Linked DNA regions of Ovis aries: regions 1 and 2 are each linked to region 3. Evidence: chromatin contacts called from public Hi-C data. All regions are on one chromosome and are shown on one strand. Each heading gives the region's core, a stretch centred on a gene start, on an enhancer-like site or on the middle of the called end of the contact. The rest is flanking DNA. Distances are from core to core; before and after follow the strand shown. Region 1 has its middle 150 kb from the start of BTG1. Region 2 holds the start of BTG1 (BTG anti-proliferation factor 1). Region 3 has its middle 7.5 kb from the start of TRNAW-CCA.

Region 1 (2,816 bases), core at 113-2,612, 920 kb before region 3:
ATAGCTTCAACCAGGGGCTGCTCTAATTTTGCTTGGCTTTGGTCTTATGAAATGACTCACTTAACACTTTTTAAAACTTCTCCCCACATATTGAATAAATAAAATGTAACTGAATCACTAATTTGTAGTAACTAACTGTACTAACTAGCTCTCACTTGGAAATATAAAGATTGCAAAATTTTATGCTCTAAAATGAATCTATTTTTTTTTAATGGGCCCTTGGAAAGTCACCATTTGACTTCTGGACACAGTGTTTCAGATTCCAGTGTTAATTTTATTAAGCAGTATAATCAGAAAGTCACTTGAATCATCATGTAATAATTTGTGCTTCTGGACCTTAATAGTTGTTATGGCTCTAAGAACTCAATGTTCAGATAATTATTCCAACAAAAAGAGAAATAACAAACTCAGTGTTATTCAGACCCCAAAGTAACTCACTTTAGTGATTCTTATTTTTTTTTAATGTAATCTTAAAGAGAGAAAATAAGGAACTAGGCATTTTTGGAGACTTCCTACAACAATGGTGAGTTGGTAACTTTGAAAATTTGAAAGGAGGTAAGAGACATTTTACTTACTCTTACAAGTACATAAACTTTACAGGAAGAGGATAAAGCTCCTAATTTCTATAGATCTTCACTCTACTCTTTAACAAAATTGAATTAGTTGAGGGATCTCACCATACACTATGGAGAATAATTTATGTATAATGTAAACACAAAAATAGTAAAAAATATTCAGGGAATAAACCCAAATATCTACAGTGTCACAACACCATGTATAATATACAGCATCCATCACCTTTCCTTTTAAAATCCCATTTATTAGTGTTACTTTTTCTGGTCTAAATGGCATGCTTGCATGATCAGTCACTTCAGTCATGTCCAACTCTTTGTGACCCCATGGACTGTAGCCCACTAGGCTCCTCTCCATGGGATTCTCCAGGCAAGAATACTGGAGTGGGTTGCTGTGCCCTCCTATAGGGGATCTTCCCGACCTAGGGATCGAACCCACATCTCCTGAATCTCCTGCATTGCACGTGGATTCTTTACCCACTCAGCAACCAGGAAAGCCCAGTCTAAATGGGTCTCATATTCATCTATATGAAAGCTTTCTTAGATTACAGTTTCACATTCTTTTGACAAATAGTTAATGAGTACCTCTTGCTGGGTTGTGTAGAGGATGATGAACATGGCTCAGCATTCAGATTGCTCACTGAGTAGTTGCAGAGATAGAAATATAAGCTAATAATTGTAACTGTGAAAAAATGTTATGAGAGAATGCAGTGTTATGGGGTCCCAGGATAAGGAAGGTACCATTTGGGCCTCTCCCATTCTCTGTTGACTCGCTCCTCACAAGCTTTCATACTTACCAGGCCTCACACTGTTCTCATCCAGGACAACAGTGACTCCCACATTGCTGAATCTGGGTCGTGTCTTAGTCTTCATCTTGCTCAATATGTCAGTGATATTTCACACAGTTGCTCATTTCCTCCTTATTGGAAGGCTTTCTTCACTTGGCTCCTGGGAGGCCACTCTTGCTTCACTTCCTGTCTCACGGTCACTGCTTTTAAGTCCTCTGTGCTGACTCTTCTTCATCTTCCCAAACTTTGAACATGGTGTACTTCAGAACTCCGTCCTTGAACTGTTCTCTTCTCCCTTTTCTCTAAGCTTTCCTACCTCATTTCAGGGCTTTAAATATCATCTACTTCAGATAACTCCCCAATACCCACCCCTACCATGATGTTCCCATTGAATTCCAAAGCAGTTATGTCCTATAACAGGCTACCTGAAATTTCCACTTACGGGTTTAGCAGGTATCTTGCACATAACATAATTTTTTTAAAATCTTGATTATTCCCACCCAATCTGTTCCTTCTATCGTCTTTGCCATCTCGATAAATGGAAACTTCATCCTTCCAGTTCCTCAGGTCAAAAGTTCTTGGCATCATCCCTGACTATTTCCTTCACATTTTACCTTGCAGCTTAAAATATATGCAAAACCTAAAAACTCTTAACACGTCCCCTCTTGTCACCCTGGGAAACTTATGTCACCTGGATTATTGTAAAATGCTCTTATCAGGTCTTTCTGCTTTTATTCTGGCCTCCCTGTACTCTATCCTACACGTGGCTATGGGAGAGATCTTGTTAAAATACAAGGCAGATTATTGCAGTCTTCCGGTCTCTACCCTTCAGTGGATTCTAGCCTTATTCTAAATGAAAATTATAATCCTTTCCATGGCCCCACGAGGCCCTACAAAATTTTGCCCATCGCCGCCTCTCTGAGCTCATCCCCCCCTCATTCACCTCACTCCAATCACACTGGCCTCCTATCACTTCCTCTAAGACACCAAGAAGGCTCTGCCTTGAGTCCTGTACTTGCTATTCCCTCTGCCTGAAATGCTTTTCCTACCACTACCCCACCCCCCTTCTATATCCACATTAACTGAATTCATGCTTTATTTTCATCTCTGCTCTCATGTTACTTCATCCGAGTGGCCTTCCTCAACCACTATTTAAAATAACATCCTCAGGACTTACCGGGTGGTCCAGTGGCTAAGACTCCACACTCCCAGTGCAGCGGGCCCAGGTTCAATCCGTGGTCAGGGAACTGGATCTCACATGCCACAGCTAAAGATCCCACATACTGCAACTAAGACCCAGCACAGCCAAATAAATAAATATTAAAAAAATAAATTAACGTACTCACTCACCTACCCGCCCTTATTTTTCTTTATCCTGGTTCCACCTGGCGTGAATGCTGTTGTTTGCTACTTGTTCATTGTTCATTTGCTTCCACTAGAATTTAACATCTATCAC
Region 2 (3,006 bases), core at 13-2,512, 770 kb before region 3:
CAAGTAACCTTAAATGTCTGCCCTAGTACTTTCACAGCCTTCACATTTTATCTTTATTTTCTTGTTTTATAAAGAACAGCAAAAGGCGAAGGCTGAGACAGTTACTTAGTTTAGAAAAAGAAACAACCTTCGGTTTTGTGCGTAAACGGTGTAAAACGCATTATATAGTTTTTTTCTGTTTATAGATTAAACGTTACGGTTAACATACTTATCTGCAATTACAGGCTTTCTTATCAGTTTTAAGATGGGTTCAGTAAGGACTCCATTCTTCTCTCCTTTTGACTCTTGACGCCACTGAACAGCAACCCTAACAGGCTGACTAACCCTCGAGAGCCGGTTCGCTCCACTCTTCTCCACACTCCCCGTATCCTCAGCACTGGTACCCACACCCCGCTGCTCATCCTGCCCGTGGAGCCAGCCACGTAGACTCGGCGTCGGGGACAGGATGTAAACACCGAGTACAGTCAGCGGGCCACTGCCATGCAGACGTATTCGTGCCGCTGGCGCGGGCGTACACAGCCTAAGCCGGGCCGCTTTTATCTGCACAGCATTAAGCCTCCTTGCAGGCTAGCCCGGGCAGAGTACTCTTGCAGAGGATGCGCTGGCGCGGTGCCTGGAGTTGCTGGAGCGGGAAGGAGGAGCTAGGGCTGGGGAGGCGGGGCTTTCACACGCGCACCCCTAGTTTCCTCCTTCCCCCGCCACTTGCTCCCCGTTCTCCCGCTGCCACTCCAGGGTTTATTTGTTTACAAGCGGATTACGTCAGCTCCTCCCTCTCTTCCTAGTCTATGGACCCGCCCCTTGGCCCCTTTTTCCCGCCCCCTCCGACTCCGAATCTGCTTGCGTCACAATGGTGCGATCTCTGGATTGGCTGGACTGGGCCGTCACGCTCCAGCTACGCCACTTCCTTTCCGTGGCTCTATAAAAAGTGCTGCACCACCCCTTTATCTCTTAGCCCGTCGGAGCTGGAAATGCAACTGTTGGGAGCTTCGGAGGCTGCGGAGCTGGAGGCGGAGGCGGCTGGGGAGGTCCGAGCGATGTGACCAGGCCGCCGTCGCTCGTCTCTTCCTCTTTCCTGCCGCCTCCTGTGTCGAAAATAACTTTTTTTACTATAAAGAAAGGAGAAAAAAAAGTAGCCTTACGCCGCTCACGCCCTCTCTCCCTCTCAGCCCTCTGACTTGTGAGGGAGCCCGGGGTGGCCGCTCCTCCGTCGGGGCCGCGCCGCCGAGCCCCGGCCGCCCCGGGCCGCCCCCGCCCGCCGCCCCCATGCATCCCTTCTACAGTCGGGCCGCCACCATGATAGGCGAGATCGCCGCCGCCGTGTCCTTCATCTCTAAGTTCCTCCGCACCAAGGGGCTCACGAGCGAGCGACAACTGCAGACCTTCAGTCAGAGCCTGCAGGAGCTGCTGGCAGGTGAGCGGGCCGTGGTGGCAGGAGGGCGAGGGACGCCGGGGGCGGGGGGCGACGCGGCCGCACTTGTAGGGGCCGGGCCGTCGGGGCCGCGGGAGTGTCCGCAGCGCCCCGGGCGACCGCGCTCGAGTCCGACCGCGGGATGGTGGCTGGCGCGCCGGCGGCCGCTAACGGCGGGTCCCGGGGAGGGTTTGGGGCTTGGGTCGAGGGCGCTCCCTGTCCCCCCGCGGTTGGCCAACGGAGGGGAGAAGAAAACTGACGCACAACAAAGAAACTAAAGCCGACCGAGGCGGGAGCTGCGGTCTTCGGACGTTCCGCGGATTTGGGGGGACAAAGGACCCGCGGGCTGGGGTGGGTTCGACGCTCCCTCCCCCCACTCCGGTCCAACGGTTGCGGGCTCGGCGGTCGGGCCCGGGGGTAAAACGGCGCGGCTGCCCCGAAGCTCACTCGGGACAGACGTGCGGTCCCCCCACGCCTCCTAACCCTGCCCATTAATCATCGGATTTGTCAGCGGCACAATTACAGCCCTGCCCAGAGCGTGGTTTAGGGTGGCTTGTTTTCCTTCCCTTCGGGGTTAACACTCCGGTGGCGCTTCTCCTCCAAAGTCATAAACCCTATTGTGTGCGGCCAGGGTGGGGTGGAGAAAGTAAACAGGTTCCCGCCTGGCCGCCGGTGCCGTCCGGCTGGCGCAGGCTGCGCGCCTGATTCCCGTTTTGGCGGCTCAGCCGGTTGGTTCCCGGAGATTGTTTTGTCCCGTGCAACTGTTGTTTCTAAAACCCTGCCCTGCTCGTTTTCCATCCGCGCACATCCGCGAATGCGTTGCGGGGCTTTTTAAAAAAAAGTTGATATTCGGCATTTTCACTTAAAGGAGCCAACAGAAGAAGGAGACTAAGGCGGGAGCCGGCAGTAACGGGGTCTAAGCATTGTTTTCTCTCTTCCTTTCTTGTGTAGAACATTATAAACATCACTGGTTCCCAGAGAAGCCCTGCAAGGGATCAGGTTACCGTTGTATTCGCATCAACCATAAAATGGATCCTCTGATTGGACAGGCAGCGCAGCGGATTGGACTGAGCAGTCAGGAGCTGTTCAGGCTTCTCCCAAGTGAACTCACGCTCTGGGTTGACCCGTACGAAGTGTCCTACAGAATTGGCGAGGATGGCTCCATCTGTGTGCTGTACGAAGCCTCACCAGCAGGAGGTAGCACCCAAAACAGCACCAACGTGCAAATGGTAGACAGCAGAATCAGCTGTAAGGAGGAACTTCTCTTGGGCAGAACAAGCCCTTCCAAAAACTACAATATGATGACTGTATCAGGTTAAGATATAGTCTGTGGATGGATCATCTTATAATGGATGGATAAATTTGATTTTTGCTTTGGGTGGGCTCCCCTTGGGGATGGATTATGGAATTTAAACCATGTCACAGCTGTGAAGATCTGGCACAAGATAGAGTGGTAAAAAAAAAATTTTTTTAAGTGACAGTGCCATAGTTTGGACAGTACCTTTCAATGATTTTAATAGCCTGTGAGTCCAAGTAAATGATCATCTTATTTGCTAGGAGTGAAGTCCTAGGATGGTTTCAGTTTCTCCCAGACATGA
Region 3 (2,942 bases), core at 243-2,742:
TTATGGCAAAAGATTTATTTAGGCTCCTAAACGCAGTTGGAACCAACAATTAGCAAATGCAATATTTTAAAACTATGCATTTCTTTAAACAGGTAACTTTTAAAGAAATATTGCTCTCTGATTACACCTAATCACATAATAAAAGTGTAATTCCATTTTACTGTGATGTTTGATTTATTTAGGTCTTTTGTGTCACACCAAGAATAAAGGTTAAGGCTTCATTCAGTAATCATTTATCAGAAAAGCTATACTGAAGACAAAAATGCATTGCACCTGTGGTTTCTTGGAAAGAGAACAAATGCACAAATAATGTGTTTGCAATCTGTGTTTCCTTGTCAACAATGTTCTGGGCTTAGTAAACTGTACAGGTTTTCTATTCAAGAAGTTAAAGCGTGCATCCTTGTGTATTTCCTACAGCTTGGAGCCTATGGAGCATCACGCTATCTTTGAATTATCTGCTCAATAAAGCCAGTTTAGAACCTTGAAATGGCTTATGGGTTCCTATATGTTATGTAACATTTCCAGTGGTTACTGTAGCAACACTTTGTCCTGTACATTTCAGTTCCATGTGAAGTAATCTGTATTGCTACAGGATACATGTCCCATGCTGATGACCATAAACCATCCTTAAGGGTTTCAAACACTAACTCCCCACTCCCTTTTGTCCGACCTGAAAGGCACTTACGAAGCCTATTTTTTCCTTTCATTTAAGATTAAACAGAGGAGACACGAAAGAGGTTCGTCAGCTGTGCAACAGCGACCCCTAGAGGCGAAATGCCTTGCCAGTGGCCAAAACCTCGCAAAGATCAGAGCTTCTGCCTCAAATCGAGTCTTGCTTTATTGTGTTTATCCCAAGAGCTATCACAGTATTAATCCAGAACTGCCTTTATTTTGTGAACAAGAGGTATTTTTGCTGCCTAGAAACCGAAGTCCAAAGTTTCGAGAGCTTTACTACCTACTGTCCATGGCATATAAATTTTTATCTTCTCTTTGTGCGATCTAAAGGTATCATGAATGAATTACTTTCTATTTATCAGAAAATCAGCGTAATGACACGTTTGTGCATAGTCAGAACACAACGCCTTTGATTCGCTTTTTCCTTGGGCAGAAAAAAAGCTTGGAAAATAATGTAAAATATCAGAAAAAAAGAAAGGGGGAAAAAAAAAAAAAAGAATCCTAGTACTCTTGCTGTTCTGGGTTTGCAAATGTGTGTAGCTCTTGCTCCGGGATGATTCATCTCCTGAAAGCCTGAGCGCTCCATTTGTTTTGTAGATTTCACTACCCTCTTTGTTCTGCTTCAAACCTTTCAGAGAGCTGCAATGCATTATTACCTTGTTAAATCTCAACCAAAATCATTTCTGCAGCCTGAAGCTGTTTTGACGTGGGTTGAGCATCTCACACACAAAAGAATTGCTTTTGTTCCCAGAAGCTCTCATTGGCTGAGTGGCCTTTTCACCGAGCCAATCAGAAGCTAGTTGTTAGGCTTGACTGGCTATTTTTAGCCTCACTCTCAAAAATACTTGGTCTCGGAGAGGGTAGGCTGCAGAATGAAAGTAGCATAGTTAAAGCTAACAGCTAAGTACATTTTGCCTGTCGCAACGTGTTTGGCATTTTTCCTTTAATTACTCATACGCTGTTACATTAGCATGTGTTTTGGTAAACAATAAATTTAGGAATAGAACTGCATTTTCTAGTTCCAAATTATCCTTTTAGTAAAGAGGCAGGAAGTCAAAGAAATAGTCACTATTCCTTTTTTTTTTTTAATCCAAAAGCATCTATTTCACAAATACACAAAAATGCCAGTTATCATACACAGAACACTAACGCTTTTTTTTCCTTTGAAGAATTTCTATAAATTATCATTTCGAGTTAATAGAAAATTTAAAGGGCTTGCTCATCATGAGTTTAAAAAGGCATAAAGTCATCCTTTTCCTTTGACCTTTAGAGATGTATATAATTGTCCGAACGAGTATGCACATGGTGTGTAGCAATTAAAATCATAAATATTCAGTGTGTTTTATGCGTGGCAATTAAGCGTTCTTTTGATCGTGTTCTTTCATTTGAGCCATTATTCAGTAGGCACAAGAGTATTTTTTTCCCAAATGCACTTGAAGTGATGAAGCATTAGAACGCAGATCTTCCCGACCCAGAAATTGAACTGGGGTCTCCTGCATTGCAGGCAGATTCTTTACCAACTGACCTATCAGGGAAGCCCACATAAGTTGTTAATTATGTAATATTATCAGGAAATGAAAATTGTCAAATGAGAAAATTCAGGTCTGAAACCGGTTTTCCATCAGCCATCTATCTAACTAGGCAAGAAGGAAGCAGAGCTAGACTGAACCAAAATTTCATAGCATAAAGTAATTTTATTAACAGGAAAGGAGACTTCCTGAGGGGAGAGGGAGAGCAAATCTATGTCTAATTCTTAAAAATATGCTGAGGTTTTAGATTTCCCAATATTTATTACTCAGGCTTGGACTGTGAACTCATTTGCTGTTGCTTGCTTGTTTTAAGAAAATCCCCTTTTACTTCTGGTTGCTAGAAATCAGAATGCCATTAAGACGTATGATAACAGGGAATCTGTAATATGAGTATATTTATCTGGAAAACTGGAAGACTTCAAGAAGGAGCAAAGATTTAAGATCCAACCCTGGGATTGCATAAGTGGTTTGTGATGGTCTTCTATGAGCAAGGATGGCCAAGTACACAGCAGGTATAGGCCAAGAGATGCAAAAAAAAAAAAAATCTACCATAATGAATGGAACACAAGGAAGTTTCAAAAGTAAACTTTCCTTACTTTAAGGGGTACAGAATATGGTATTGAGGGGATATGTCTCCTGGGTTTATGAAGATGAAACTCAACTAAGGCACTTTGGGAAGGGTTATCTTCTTTTTTTCAACATCAGTTTGGTGCACACTGGGACAGGTTTTAAGAAAGC

What was found. A called contact is a pair of places that touch in the nucleus more often than the background predicts.
Region 1: a contact with region 3 is called in a Hi-C map of tail adipose tissue, with 2.8 times the contacts expected there. The contact joins two enhancer-like sites. A contact is called at or near these places in 2 of 16 Hi-C or Micro-C datasets (skin fibroblasts and tail adipose tissue).
Region 2: a contact with region 3 is called in a Hi-C map of tail adipose tissue, with 8 times the contacts expected there. The contact joins the promoter of BTG1 here to the enhancer-like site in region 3. A contact is called at or near these places in 4 of 16 Hi-C or Micro-C datasets (blood, hypothalamus, skin fibroblasts and 1 more).

What each region holds. Positions count from the first base shown.
Region 1 is chr3:128,685,412-128,688,227 of ARS-UI_Ramb_v3.0, reverse strand. No RefSeq gene overlaps it. Among named protein-coding and RNA genes, the nearest start is that of BTG1, 150 kb to the right of the region's middle. Within about 2 kb of position 1,362, at least 6 of the 54 cell types and tissues checked have an H3K27ac peak or open chromatin away from gene starts, as enhancers often do. A contact at or near this core is called in tail adipose tissue, where this site is marked.
Region 2 is chr3:128,536,924-128,539,929 of ARS-UI_Ramb_v3.0, reverse strand. It overlaps BTG1 (BTG anti-proliferation factor 1), which reads left to right and starts at 1,262. Exons shown (of 2, transcript NM_001142887.1): 1 at 1,262-1,411; 2 at 2,360-3,006. The coding sequence starts at 1,264. The coding sequence ends at 2,727. LOC121819091 (a long non-coding RNA gene) reads right to left here and starts at 591. Exons shown (of 2, transcript XR_009600216.1): 1 at 209-591.
Region 3 is chr3:127,767,206-127,770,147 of ARS-UI_Ramb_v3.0, reverse strand. No RefSeq gene overlaps it. Among named protein-coding and RNA genes, the nearest start is that of TRNAW-CCA, 7.5 kb to the left of the region's middle. Within about 2 kb of position 1,492, at least 37 of the 54 cell types and tissues checked have an H3K27ac peak or open chromatin away from gene starts, as enhancers often do. A contact at or near this core is called in hypothalamus and tail adipose tissue, where this site is marked.